Regions from separate parts of the Zea mays genome. Here all the other regions are linked to region 2. The links are chromatin contacts, called in public Hi-C maps. All regions are on one chromosome and are shown on one strand. Each heading gives the region's core, a stretch centred on a gene start, on an enhancer-like site or on the middle of the called end of the contact. The rest is flanking DNA. Distances are from core to core; before and after follow the strand shown.

Region 1 (2,763 bases), core at 134-2,633, 140 kb after region 2:
AGCCACTTACTCTTCTACTCGCCACAATACAAACAAGCATAGTATAAAGGGGAACTTAACATCACGCCAAACATGTAAACAAAATACATATTAATAATCTACATATTAAAATAAGATCATAGGAACAAGAATAATTAATTTTGGAGTTATGGATTTTAAGTTATGGATTTCCAAAGATTCTATGTGCCTTGTACATGATTAATTAAGATATCAATTTTAATGTGGCTTTCATGTCAAAATAGTGGCACTATTTGATAAACAATAATATTACAAAATTATAGAAACTGGAATGGATCAATTTGGACTAAGTATGAACTTTATATGAATTAAACAAGTTCTAGCATTTATTTTTACATTAAAAATCTATTTTCAAATCAATTTCTCTGATTTACCAACTCCCTGGTCTGCGCGCATAATTCTCGAGAAGGGCAGGGGCCTCTGCGCAAGCTTCCTAAGACTCAGTGAACAGTCCTGTGGATTGCAGGTTGATACTCAATAAACCCATGGGTTCTTTAATAAAATTGCCGAGGCCGAAGGGGTATCTACGGATCTGGGCCGTCGGATTAGGAACCGAGCGTTCAGATTAAATCACCAACAGGGGCAAAGCGGTACGTTGCGTAGGCCACCGGATCAGAGATCTACGGTCACGATTTAATGAGGCCAGATCTAATCCGAGCCCAGGGATCGCAGATCTACGGTCACGATTCAATCATGCGAACGGGTACATGATTGTCTAATCTCGGCCATTGCGCAGAAGATCAACGACCACGAGCTCATCCCCTCTGCTGATGGCCACCCCACGGCGGTGCGCCATGACCGGCGGAGCTAATCCCTGCATTCTCGCGCCCGTTTTCTAATTCGGCTTAGCTAAATAATGTGGAAGGCATAACGAGGACAGGGTAGGCTTATTACTGGTGATTGATGTCTCGGTGACGCCGACCATGGTGTACGGTGGGGCCACGAGGAAACGTGGTCGTCGGCGAGAAATTGCGGCACGATCAGCCGATCTCTGCCCTCCTGAGATGGTCGCACACAAGCGGTACAATAAGGCGAACCCCCAGAGTGGTATTCCCAGGCCACAGCAGCTGCGTGGCACTCGGTCGACGGCGGCGGTCCAGACCCGAGCTTGCGACGCGGTAGCAGCAATGGGTTTCACCGAAATACGAGCGCAAGTGGGCGAGAAGATAGCTGGGGGAGGAATGGGTCACGGGAGCGCCCATTTATTCCCCGGGGTCCCAGTTCGGAGAGAGAGGGAGGTCGCCCACGATCCTGGCCATGGCGGCGATATCTGTGCCATCCGTTGCGAGAAAGGGGGGAAGACACAGGCGCACAGGTCTAACTATGGTGGGTGGGTCCCATCGCACAGCGAGCCAACACAGACGCAACGTGGGCGTGGCGTGCGGCGTGGGTGAGGATGATGGGCTGGACCCGCATGTCAGCATCACAGTACGTATCACAGGCGACGTGTTTTGCCGCTGATAGCGTGGGGCCCGCATGTCGGCGCACATTTCTGCTAGTTGGGCTGCGCGATGAAGTTAGAAGTGGGCCGAATTGGCGCCCAGGGCCCAGGTAAACTTCCCTTCTCTTTTTCTTTTTCTATTTTCTTTTCCCTTTTTGTTTTTAGAATTCAAATTTGAACTTAAATTTGGTTAAGAGATTCATCAATGATCAAAGTGTACCAATTCAAATTTTAGAGTAAAGAAATATATTCTTATTTATATATTTTATTTTACCTCATTTGTTTAGTATCTCCTTCTCTTTTCTCAAATTCTAAAATTTCTTTTAGATCTCAAATTCCAATTTGGACATTATTATATTTCTTTTTATATTATTTTTATATTGTCAGAAAATGCACACAAAATGAAAACCCAGCATGATGCACATATTGTTTTTGGTGTCATTAATTAATTAATGCCCTTTTGATGTGATTATTCACATGTGATAATAAATAGATGTAACAACATATATGTAATCCAACTATGTTTCCATTTTACATTTTTGGGTATTACATGTGCTACCGAAGCATAATTGATTTAGATGCACTTTTGTTCAAAGAAGTCGAAGAATTAAGCACCGGTGAAGTTTGAACCCAGATTTGTGATGATGTTGTTGGGTATCCCACCCCTAAAGATAATCTCCTGGATGAACTCTACCACCTTGGTCAAGGCCAGAGTGGCTATTGTCTTGTACTCTATCCATTTTGTAAACTAGTCAATAGCTACCAACACGTGTGTATATCCTCTCTGAGCTTTATTGAATGGCCCGATCATGTCTAGCCCCCATCATGCGAAGGGCCAGGTGACCGGAATAGTCTGTAATTGTTGTGCTGACAAATCTTTTTGCTTACGGATCTCTGGATACCGGTTCGTGTTGGCGCCCCTACCTCTGGGCCCTGCTTGTCGGTCGCGCTGCGCCCCAGGTGCTAGGTCCGACAGATCAACCCGTCCTCACCCCCGAGTCGCTGACCGCCCTGGCTCACCTATCAGTGCGCGCGCGCCCGCACGCTCGCTCGTGGATCTGTTCTCGGCCGTTGATCTGCAATCAGATGGCCGAGAACACCTGATACCCCTTCGCCTGGTCATTTTGTTAAAGAGACCCCAGCTTCTTAGAAATAAACCCGTCGTCCTTGTTTCTTTCGCCTGAGCCCCTGGTTTCTTGCAGAGAGACCCCTGGACTTTATTTTAATCACATAAATGGGTATAAATTAGGGGTTTTGAGTTCTAAAACTTCCAAAATTCATTACTTTGTCATATGAACTCCAAA
Region 2 (2,882 bases), core at 37-2,536:
GCCAATCCGACCCAACCCCGTCTACGACCCGACCTTGACTCGACCCGAACTCGATTCAACCCGACGTTTGAATATGTATAGTTCACAGTACGCGGTTGTCGGTGTTAATGACCCGACTGCTCACCACGGGGTTACCCACGTGATGCTTTTGGGCAGGACGACGTCGTTGATTGCGACTTGATGGTTCGTGTCGATGCACGTCGGATCACACAAGGGTTTATATAGGTTCGAGCCGCTAGAATGTGTAACACCCTACTTCCTGCCGAGGCTGAGTATTTTGAGTATCACTGGTGTACTCGAGTTATAAATGAGACGTGGGCGATGGAGAGTGAGTTCTGTTGATCTAGTGGCGGCGTGGTTGCTCTGAGAGGGCTAATGGGCTATGAGGTGGTGACAAGATGAGATGTGATGAGAGATGGATTCGTTGGGGTACCCCTCGTCCTTATATAGATGACTAGAGGTTTATCCCTTTACAAGTCGTGATCGCCATACAACTCTACCTAAATCCTCCTTTTAACGCAGCATGCATTTACGCTTATCTGACATTCAGTTGCCCTTAACCTGAGTTGTCTCCGAATATCTAGCACTTCGGGTACGCCCAACCTCCCTGTCCGAGGTATCAGCGCATGACTCGGTCATCTGGTCTTAGCCTCCCCGGGTCGAGCGCTCAATCTCCCTGCCCGATGTAACACCCTGAAATCCTATTCTGGAATTTAGTGAAACTTTTCAAATGATCTAAACCAAAATGTCTTTTAATAAAATATTCTTACCTTTAAAAACTATTTTCCTAAAACAAATAAATGGTAATGTTAATCTTTGAATGTTCAATTTTAGTTTTTTTTGAAACTCAGAAAATAAGTAATGGAATAAATCTTCATTAATTATTTGGCCTTTTTATGAATTATGTATTATAAAAAGCATTTATTTAAATAAAAAAAATAAGTAAGTAAATAAAATATGTACTTGCGTCATGTCGGGCTTTGAGTTGTGCATGTGGTTTGAATTTAAATATCAAAACCCAGTTGAATTTGGAAACTTGAAGTACGACATTGAACACAGGAAAGAAAGAGAAATAGGAATGAAAAAAAGGAGAAACCAGCGCTTGGCCCAACTCTCCTCACTTCAGCCCATTTTAGCTCTGCTCTCGCCGTCAGCCCAGTTATCCTCTCACTACTCCCACGTGCGACGGCCCACTCCAAAATGTGACAGCCAGCCTTGCTTCGTGGCCCACACGGGTGTGTCCCGGTCACAACTACCAGGACATGCGCCAATGCACGTCGAGCGGGTGGGCGCTGCGGGCGCAGACGCCCAATCGTGCGCTCGTACCCATGTCGGCGTGACACGGAGCCGGCATCAGCCACCAGCCGTTCGGATCCTAGCTCTCGTGTTCGTTCGCTCGGTCATGGAGCGTGGGGTCGTGTTGTCAGCCGCCGTTCACAAGAGATCGTTCACCATCGTGTGGGACCCCGATGATAGGCTCACGTTCCTGTGCATCTTCTCGCCGCGAACCCGGGGCTGGCACAACAGAAATTTGTTACGAACTACCATAACCGCCGAGTTTGTTGGGATTTGATCCTAGGACCCCGGTAGGCACCTACCCCGAGTATATATATATATAGGTAGATATAACCGGGTCTTAGACTTTTAATAGTTAAATGAAGTCCAGATCGATCACTCCTGCAACCTGGTTCAACCTAGCGCACCGACTGGATCAGTCTGTCGGTTGCATCACTCGTGCCCACGTCTGTGCGCGCAAAAAAAGAAAATGCATGCATGAGTCAAACACGTCTCCTTGTATACGCGTAAATTTAGGAAAAATATGTGTGGCGGGTTTTATTTTTAAATACTTTATTTTTTCCATAAATTTACGATCGCTGCAACAACCATACAGCTAGAATCATAAGGACCATTTTATGATATATACTGCTACTAAATATGCTACATTGTGTAGATAATTATGCAATTCGGTATAATGCGTAAAAATCTGTTACCAGCTGCATGCACATGAATTTATGATGAAAATAATGTGCAATGAAAGGAAATAAATTACATGCATTGTCGGGGACCATAATTAGGGGTACCCTCAAGACTCCTAATTCTCAGCTGTTAACCCCCATCAGCATAAAGCTGCTAAGGCCTGATGGGTGCGATTAAGTCAGGGATCGGTCCATTCGAGCGACTCGATCACGCCTCGCCCGAGCCTAGCCTCGGACAAGGGCAGCCGACCCCGGAGGATTTCCGTCTCGCCCGAGGCCCTCCTCCGACGGCGAACATATTTCCGGCTCGCCCGAGGCCCTGCCTTCGCTAAGAAGCAACCCTGACTAAATCGCCGCACCGACCGACCAAATCGCAGGAGCATTTAACGCAAAGGTGGCCTGACACCTTTATCCTGACGCGCGCCCCCCGGCAGACCCGAAGTGACCGCCGTCACTTCACCGCTCCACTGACCGGCCTGACAGAAGGACAGCGCCGCCTGCGCCACTCCGACTGCAGTGCCACTTGACAGAGTGAGACTGACAGGCACTCAGGCCCTGCCAAAGGCACCATAGGAAACTCCGCTCCGCCCGACCCAGGGCTCGGACTCGGGCTAAGTCCCGGAAGACGGCGAACTCCGCTCCGCCCGACCCAGGGCTCGGACTCGGGCTAAGTCCCGGAAGACGGCGAACTCCGCTCCGCCCGACCCAGGGCTCGGACTCGGGCTCAGCCCCAGAAGACGGCGAACTCCGCTCCGCCCGACCCAGGGCTCGGACTCGGGCTCAGCCCTAGAAGACGACGAACTCCGCTTCGCCCGACCCTAGGGCTCGGACTCCGCCCCGGCCTCTGCCGACGACCTCCGCCTCGCCCGACCCAGGGGCTCGGACTCGGCCTCGGCCATGGAAGAC
Region 3 (2,840 bases), core at 203-2,702, 180 kb after region 2:
TGCGCCCGTCGACAGCAGAGTTCCCCAACGACCATTTTGGTGGTTGGGGCTATAAATCCCCCCAACCACCACTCTTTAAGGCACCCAAGCATTCACTACTCCTCATTCAATACAACAGCAATACACAACACTCCAAGACACAAATCAAAGCCTCCGATCAAATCAAAGTCCACAATTCAACTCTAGTTTTTAGGACTTGTGAGGAGATCGACTTGTGTTCTTTTGTTGTTCTTGTTGCTTGGTTCGCTTTCTTTTTTCTCTTATTCTTACTCTCAAAGCCTTGTAAGCAAAGCAAGATACACCAATTGTGTGGTGGTCCTTGCGGGGTCTAAGTGACCCGGGAAATCAAGGAAGGAAGCTCACTCGGTCTAAGTGACCGTTTGAGAGAGGGAAAGGATTGAAAGAGACCCGGTCTTTGTGACCACCTCAACGGGGAGTAGGTTTGCAAGAACCGAACCTCGGTAAAACAAATCACCGTGTCATGCGTTCTTATTCGCTTGTGATTTGTTTTTGCCCTCTCTTTCGGACTCGATTATATTTCTAACGCTAACCCCGGCTTATAGTTGTGCTTAAACTCTATAAATTTCAGATTTGCCTATTCACCCCCCTCTAGGCGACTTTCAAATAGCCACGACTATATTGTAACCCTCATCGATATAGTGGAAAACTCAATTTGTCACCTAGTGACAAACCTGAGCAACCAGAGGAAGAAGTTGAAATAGATTCCAAGACAAGTTAGCTAACTCCAATGTAGATGTATACAATCATTTCAGGCTTGGTCGAACCACAGGATAAGTCACTTGTCTCTTGTTTGATTTCTTATTTGTACTTCTCTACTTATCTTTGATATACACTATTCTTGAATTGCAAGATCTTTTGAGATAGAGACTGGTATTTCGCTACGATTTAATCGAGCTGATCTTCATTTCGGTGTGATCTATACTTTGAGTAGAGTAAGAAAATTCTAGTTTTTGGATTAACTTTATATTGGACTATTCACCTCCCTTTAGGGTCTGTTCGTTTCTGCAGGAACGCACCAAGAATTGTTCCTATTGATCAAAACTTAAACAAATTAGAGAAGTAATCCGGTTCGGAATAGTTCCGGTACTCCGTTCCATAACAACCGAACGGGCCCTTAGGGGTATCAGATCCGTTTTCCCTCAAAGGAAACTTTCAATGTAAAAATAAAAACATTGGAGGAGTTATTTGGATTGACCATGTTCGTTTTCTTCTCTCACTGGTCAATGATCCAATCAGATTTTCAGAAGCTTACTTATCTTTATAAAACAATACAATATTTATAAAACAATACAAAATAATGGTTTGAATGATACGAGCACCACCTCGCCCTCGCCAGATTCCAAAGGGAGTGGGCCAGGCAAAGTCGGCTCTTGCGTCGACATCGACGGGGAGAAACAGCTGTGGGCAGGCGATGAACTGTAGCGCGTGACAGTGAGGGGATTTGGTTGGATCCAATGTTTGGTCGGTCTGCTTGCATCACCTGGTTGCAGCTCTGCATTTTCTGGCTATAAAGCGACGGGGCCCTTGCGCTGGGCGCGGAGACTGGAGAGGGCGAGAGTCCTCCCATCCACAAGTTCTTAGCTTTTGCGAGATTGAGATCCGGCTGGGGACAGACCGACAGAGGAAGGTGAATTGTGGGAAAGTGCGTGCTCTCGGCTCTTTTCCCGTCTTCCTTGCCTTGTGGTTTTGTTTTGGAAGAGAGGATTCTTGCTTGGGTAGGATTGGGTAATTTGAGAGTTCATTTCTCGGGATTTTGTGGCTGTACGAGGCTTTTCTGAGGCCAATTTAAGTAGATGAAAGTTGTTCATTTGAGTTTGAGTTGTTGAGTTATGTGCTATCTGCAATGTTGTATTGTTTCATAGAGTAGTTGTTTGTTGATGTGAATTGTGTTGGAAAAATGAATTTTGGGCGTGCTTTAGCCGACCTACTTAACTAGTATCTACACCAAGACGATCCTGTACCCTTAAGATTTGTTATTAGGCCCTTTGCTTTGGCTGTCCTCTTACTTTTGTTTCAGGAAGTTTTTTTGTGTGCATACTGTTTGACTATGAATGGAAGACGTGTTATCGGATTGTTTTGTTCATATAATGGATCTATATATTTCATTGCTTTAAGGCACTGTTCATACATAATTACATGTATGAGAAGGTTTGTTCTGAGTAAACAATATATAGAAATGGAAATCAAAATAGAGAGTGCATAACTCAAGGCAACCTAGATCTCATCATAGTAATATTCTAGTAAGAAAACAATTGTAACTGGCTATTCAAATCAGTGATTTATTGCACCAAGTTTCTGACTTAAAAATTTTCACATCCAGGAGGACAGAAAAATGGGGATTGGAGATGGATCTTCAAATGGGAACCAGCAACCGGTGCATAAGGAAATACGAGATGAGACCACACCACTTCTTCCAGTCAAGGTGGAGGAGGACGAGGGGTTTCATGAGTTCAATGGAGCTTCATTCTCTGGGGCAGTTTTCAATCTGTCGACCACCATAGTTGGGGCTGGAATTATGGCTCTTCCAGCAAGTATCAAGATGCTGGGCATCATCCCGGGGATTCTGTTGATCATCCTTGTGGCACTGCTCACAGAGGCATCCATCGACATGCTTGTAAGGTGCAGCCACCAGGGCAAGATTACATCATATGGGTGGCTGATGGGCGAGGTTTTCGGGCAGTGGGGGAGAATTGCGCTGCAGGCCTCCGTCATCATAAACAATGTTGGCGTGCTAATTGTTTACATGATTATCATTGGTACTCTTAAACTCAGCACTCTACATCTAATCTTATTTTTGAAAATTTGAGATGCACACTAAA

Evidence for each region. Hi-C and Micro-C count contacts between places; a contact is called where the count stands out from the background.
Region 1: a contact with region 2 is called in a Hi-C map of tassel, with 2.8 times the contacts expected there. The contact joins two enhancer-like sites. A contact is called at or near these places in 3 of 25 Hi-C or Micro-C datasets (endosperm, leaf and tassel).
Region 3: a Hi-C map of ear shows a contact between it and region 2, with 3 times the contacts expected there. The contact joins the promoter of LOC100283030 here to the enhancer-like site in region 2. A contact is called at or near these places in 4 of 25 Hi-C or Micro-C datasets (ear, leaf and tassel).

Annotation. Positions count from the first base shown.
Region 1 is chr9:102,895,126-102,897,888 of Zm-B73-REFERENCE-NAM-5.0, reverse strand. No RefSeq gene overlaps it. Among protein-coding and RNA genes, the nearest start is that of LOC103638758, 19 kb to the left of the region's middle. Within about 2 kb of position 1,383, at least 18 of the 20 cell types and tissues checked have an H3K27ac peak or open chromatin away from gene starts, as enhancers often do. A contact at or near this core is called in leaf and tassel, where this site is marked.
Region 2 is chr9:103,034,320-103,037,201 of Zm-B73-REFERENCE-NAM-5.0, reverse strand. No RefSeq gene overlaps it. Among protein-coding and RNA genes, the nearest start is that of LOC100284102, 16 kb to the left of the region's middle. Within about 2 kb of position 1,286, at least 18 of the 20 cell types and tissues checked have an H3K27ac peak or open chromatin away from gene starts, as enhancers often do. A contact at or near this core is called in ear, leaf and tassel, where this site is marked.
Region 3 is chr9:102,854,001-102,856,840 of Zm-B73-REFERENCE-NAM-5.0, reverse strand. LOC100283030 (Amino acid transporter-like protein) reads left to right here and starts at 1,452. Exons shown (of 6, transcript NM_001155932.2): 1 at 1,452-1,663; 2 at 2,342-2,777. The coding sequence starts at 2,354.